Linked DNA regions of Pan troglodytes: region 2 is linked to region 1. The links are chromatin contacts, called in public Hi-C maps. All regions are on one chromosome and are shown on one strand. The core of a region is the stretch at or near the end of the contact, and the rest is flanking DNA. Distances in the headings are between cores, read along the strand shown.

Evidence for each region. Hi-C and Micro-C count contacts between places; a contact is called where the count stands out from the background.
Region 2: a contact with region 1 is called in a Hi-C map of induced pluripotent stem cells, with 1.6 times the contacts expected there. The contact joins the enhancer-like site here to the promoter of MAN2C1 in region 1. A contact is called at or near these places in 1 of 7 Hi-C or Micro-C datasets (induced pluripotent stem cells) and 1 of 1 datasets of contacts at active chromatin or transcription factors (stem cell-derived excitatory neurons).

The regions. Positions count from the first base shown.
Region 1 is chr16:67,303,486-67,306,215 of NHGRI_mPanTro3-v2.0_pri, forward strand. MAN2C1 (mannosidase alpha class 2C member 1) reads right to left here and starts at 1,370. Exons shown (of 26, transcript XM_016927213.4): 1 at 903-1,370; 2 at 483-608; 3 at 1-76. The coding sequence starts at 1,003.
Region 2 is chr16:67,599,129-67,601,858 of NHGRI_mPanTro3-v2.0_pri, forward strand. It overlaps CSPG4 (chondroitin sulfate proteoglycan 4), which reads right to left. Exons shown (of 10, transcript XM_024349291.3): 10 at 2,638-2,730. Among named protein-coding and RNA genes, the nearest start is that of IMP3, 25 kb to the left of the region's middle. Within about 2 kb of position 1,368, at least 8 of the 24 cell types and tissues checked have an H3K27ac peak or open chromatin away from gene starts, as enhancers often do. A contact at or near this core is called in induced pluripotent stem cells, where this site is marked.

The DNA.
Region 1 (2,730 bases), core at 120-2,619:
CCAGCAAAGGTGAACTTCCTGGCCCACCCATGCCTCTGGGATGGTCAGCTCCACCCGGAACCAGCAGGTCCACCATCTGCAAGAGAGCTGTTGTGATAGGCCTAGAGGTAGAAGTCCTATCCTGATATCCTTCCTTGGATAAAGTGTCGGCAGGGGCTTGAAACTCTCCAAGCATCTGCAGTGTCACAAGGTACTCAGCTTTGAGTCACAAGAAAGGAGCAACAAGGTGAGAAGCAAGATGAGGGAAACAGGCAGAGGCGTCAAAGGTTCGTGATCCCTAGGGTGCCCTTCCTAAGAGATGTCCAGAGGCGGCCACGTGGGAATGAAAACCATCCCCTGAAGACCCAGGGACCAGAGAGCTGTTCCCAGCAGAGGGTGCTGCTCTGTCTACGGCAGAGGGCAGACAACGAAGGTGTGGCTGGGAGCTGGGTTGGGACTTCCCCTAGGCCCGTGGCCCCGCCCACCCGCTGGGCGTTACCTACGTGGGTCCGAAGCTGTCGCCGACCTGCGCGGGGCGGAAGTCCCGCTGGACTGCCTCCTGGTAGGGAAGTCTCTCCGGCGTCAGGAAGCTGGAGAGCACAGCCACAGGGCAGCTGGCCCCAAAAAGCCTGCGTGGGACGGGCCGGTGGGCACATGCTGGAGGCCGCCCCGTTTCCGCCTGGGGACCAGCTGGCCGGTGGGGCCGCACTTTCCCTGGATCCTCCGCCAAGAGGGCTGCCTGGCCGCTCCGCGGCACAGTCCATTCCCTAACCCCTCCTCCCCGGCCCCTGCCCTGCCCTGCCCTGCCCGCGGCGGGCACTTTGTCCCGCGGCCCGGGTGGCTGCAGCTTAGGTTTCTCCCCGGAAGGAAAGCTTGAGGCGCACGGTTGCGGTCGGCCGGCTGCGGGAGACCAGGGGCCACACCTGCCGCGGAGGTTACAGTCGGTAAAGTAGAGCGGCGACACGAACTTCTCCACCCGCTCCAGCGTGGTGCGCCAGTGCTTCAAGGCCGGCGCAGCCGCCATCGCCGGGCTCTCGCTCCTCTTTCCGGAAGGCCCCTGGCGCTACCGTTCCGCTCCACGGCAGGAAACCAAAGGTTCCGGCGTCCAGAGGGCGCCTCCCAGTCCCGGGCAGCTTTTCTTGGAACACGGGCGGCTCTCGGAAGCCCAGCTGCTGTCTGAATTTTGAGCCGAGTTGGAAGCTAGAAACTGTTTTTGAGGCTCTCCTATGTTGTCCGAAATAGTGGGCCGCAGGGAAAATCTCAAAATAAAATGGGAAATTTGACGATTAGAACTCTCGAAAGTCTCGAGACAGAGACTTAGGCCATTCGGCAAGACAGGCGGGAGCCTCAGCTGCTGCAGACCCAGCCTCAGAATCAGCAACCGGGAGACCTCTGGCTCTAGCTGTCGGTGAACACGGAAAGTGGTGTTTGCTTAACGTGGAGCCAGACTACCCGGAATAGGTGTTTTCATACCGGACGGAGATCAGGGTGTTAGTGAGCAGGGAGGTAGAGCTTTACGCCCAAGTTACTACGACTTACTCGATTACACGCTTTACTGAATATATATTGCTAACTCTTGCACATCACCAGAAACTCTGGAGTTTGAGGTGGCAGAACAGTCATGGCATTGACGATCCCAATGGAAAAATGTATTTCACCATACAGGACTGTAGAGTCCCGGGAAGCCATAATACCAGAAACAGACCTCCAGTTTCATTCTCATCCCTAGTACTCCACTGACAGCTTTATTTTTTTCTCCTGGGGTTGCCAAGAGTCTTTGTCTATAAAATCATTAGGAACAAAAAAAAAATACACAAGATTAGCCCTGATATTTTAATGGAAATACTGACCAAGTTTACAACATTTCAAATGCAGATCACACGGAAAGGTGACTAAGTACAGAATAACAAATGTGATTTAAAATAAAGATAACCTGCTGCTGCATATAATACAGGTTGGGTTTAGAGCTTGGAGCTCAGATGTCAGACAGCAGGAGGAATAAAAATGCTACTTGTGAAAACCCAGGCTGTAGGTAAAACTTACTCTTTTGTTGGTTGCACTGGTGGGTTGGGACTTTCTCCTGAACTGGCCTTGAAATCCTATCCGGACCTGCAGGCAAGTGCTCTGGACAAAACACTGCAGGGGCAGCAACAGCTGGGGCTGACCCTGATCACACCCCACCAATTTCCCCTATGGTTCCAGGTCAACATGACCTTTCTTGAGGGAACACGGGGATAGGTGAATTATTTGAGAAAACCTCAAGATCTTTCCCCTAAATCAGTACACATGACCACCGCCAAGTCAGACACTGCCCCAGCTTTGCCCTAAAATCTCATCCCACAAAGCTCTTTTTGGCACCCTACACTTTGGCTCAGTCTCTTCTCCCCAGTACAAAAAAAGCCTAAAATCAGGCCAGCTCTGGTGGCTCACACCTGTAATCTCAGCACTTTGCGAGGCCGAGGTGGGAGGACAGCTTGAGGCCAGGAGTTTGAGACCAACCTGGGCAGCATAGCAAGACCCTGTCTCTACAAAAAGTTAAAAAATTAGCTGGGCGTGGTGGCATGCAGCTACTCAGGAGGCCGAGGTGGGAGGACTGCTTGAGCCTGGGAGGTCAAGCCTGCAGTGAGCTATGATCGTGGCACTGCACTCCAGTGTGGGTCATAAAGCGAGACACTGTCTTTAAACAATAAAAGCCTAAAATCAGAGAGGTCTACCATGTGTTTTGAAAATCCAGGAGCCAAAAAATTTTGT
Region 2 (2,730 bases), core at 118-2,617, 300 kb after region 1:
AACTCCACAGGGATGGCGTTACCTATGAGAGGCCCTAGGGTCGGAGTGGAGCTGTGTAGAGGAGCCCAGCGGGTCTGGTTCTCTACCTTGGTCCCAACTACTTACCAGGGCTTCCCGACATGTTACGGCCAGGAATGGGAGATCCAACCAGAGACGTCTGGAGTTCTGCCCAGGAAGAACCTCCACCTCTTTGAGATCTGGAATCTTCAGGGCCTGGAGGAAGATGCCAGCAGCCCTGGCAGTTCTCATTGGTCAGGGGAGGTCGGTGTGGGGTGGCAGAAGCACTTCTCTGGCTTCCTGTTGGGGGATGAGTGTGCCAGCTCAGTGGGCTCCCTGGCTGCCAGAGCAATCTGCTTAAAGGACTGGCTTCTAGGATGCAGGGAAGGGCTCAGAGGGAGCCCCTTCTCTAGCACCTGAGAGACTGAGCCACTTAGGGTGGTGGGCAGGGTTTCTAAGCTGGGGTCCTGGGGATCTGGGCCCCTCTGGCAACTCCTACCCTGTCCCCTTCCCCCACCTGTGGGCTCACTTTGCAATTCTGCTGATGTCAGCTTGAGTGCCTTAATGGGCAGAAAATCCTGACTCCTTTGCGCGACTAGGCTAGCTGGGACTGCAGGGGGCCCCAGGTAAGGAGCATATACTTCTGAAATTTGTGTGTGCCCCCGCGTATGCGTTTGTGTCTTAGGTAGGTAGGTATTTATCTCTGTGTTGTGTGTCTGAAGGTCATGCATGAGCCTGTGTTCATATACACAATGGCGTGCACAAAGGCACATTATGGATTTGTGTATGTTTGTTTGTGTGGAGAGGGTCAGGAGCTCCCAGACATTCCTGAACACTTGCACATGGGTTGGCTGTTATCTCCAGCGCCTGGGAGGAACTGGCTCCTTAAAGGAGGGGGATGGTGAGTTACTTTGTAAAGTGGAGACAAGCCCCTTAAGCCCTGGGGAAAGGGATTTACATAAACCAAGGTCCCACGTTTAGGTTGGGTTCTCAGCTCTGGTGTGCCCATGAAAGACCCTCTCCCAGGTCCTAGCAGAGCTGCTGGCACAGTGCCCTGGGTGCCAGCCCACTGTCCTGCATGGGCTCAGAGGAGCTGGAACGGTGTCAGCTGGTGCCAGCTCCCTGGGGGCAGGGCAGGCCGGGCCAGGCTATGTGAACAGAGTGTGTCCTCAGTCCTCTGGGGGAAATCGGAGACCAGGCCAGATCCTGCCTGCTGGGTCTCTCACCCTCTTCTCAGCTTACACTTCCAGGGAAACTGGTCACCCTGGGTAGAGACTTGCTCCAGATATCAGGGCCCTGAGGCTCCAGCCTGAGCTCCTGGGAGGGGATGTGGTGTAGAGACACCCTTGGCCAGGCCCCTGCCTCAGGCTGGCCTGGGGCGCCAGAGAGACCAGGCTTGTAGAAGGAACGGAGCAGGCTCACGCGGAGCCCTGTGCACGGTGAGCTCAGGGTGCAGAGGGATCTCTGGGGCCCTGGTCACCCTCCCTGGGGAGTCCTGCTTTTCAGTGTGGCAAGAAGCGCCTTGCTGTGTGACAGCCCTCTTCCCCTCCCTGACTCTTAGTCTCCCCTGGGTCCTCTGGGGGCCCTAACAGCAGGATGTACCTGGCCTCCTGCCCGAAGCCTCTCAGAGTGGAGGAGGACCTAGGAGGCTGGACGCTGAGATGCGAGAAGCGTCATAGGAGGGGCGGTCCAGGGGCAGGGTGGGGAGGAGACTTCTCTCTTGCTCTCATTCCTGGTTCAAATGTTTCAGATGTTGGGACGCAGGGAAGAGGTGACTCTGGTCCCCAGATGCAGGTCAACTGCCAGAGGCTGGCCAGGGCTTCCCACCCACTGACCCTGGCTGCACTCAGAGGCCTCTCACATTTCTCTTCCTCTCTTCAGTCTACTGTCAGGGCCAGGCATATCCCCTGGGACCCAGAATCTGTCTCCATTGCCCCCAACCCTGCGACACCCTCAAGAGAGGTCTAGAGGGTGGTGACTCAGTAACTCAGAGAGGGCCTTCTGGAGATGCCGCGGCCTCAGAACCCCTCTGTAACCCAATGCTGGCCTCTCAGGCCACGTGCGGGGATGCCTGGCTTTTCTGAATCCTTGCTGCTTCCTCTGGCTTTGAGAAGCAGCACACTTGGTCCTCCTGTTGGGAGGGTGGACACCAGCAGAAGCCTTCCTTGTAAAAGTTTCTAGGAGGCACCTGTGGTGGTTCTCCTCCCCCTCCCCCTTGGTACCATGTCCCAGCCTTGGGATCCCCAAGTCCCCCCACTCCCTTCACTTTGCTGCTGCAACCCCTTGAGAGGTGGCTGGGGAAGGACAGGGGTATGGAGGTCGAAACTCAGGCTAATAAATCTAGGGTGGGGAGCATTTATTTTAATTTTTGTCTTGCAGCTCTTTGTAGAGGACCTAGCCTTTCTCTACTGAACTGAAGGGGTTTGGTCCCATCACCCGAAGACTGGCCCACCTGCCCACACAGGTGGGGGCACAGGAGGTCTGGGAGGCCCCAGGAGGTGGAAGTTCAGAGGCCTGCCTGGCCCTGTCCATCCCACTGGCTGAGGCCAGGCCGGAGGGCCGACCCCAGGGGCCCTCTGTATGCAAGCCGACGCAGACAAGGGCCCAGTGCATAGTTAAGACACAAACACCACACAGCTGTCCAGAGCCTCCAAAGCACTGTTTATCCAGGCTCCATGGAACCAAGTGCCCCCAGCTGCCTGCCCTAGTCCTCAGGGGGGCACTGGCACTGCA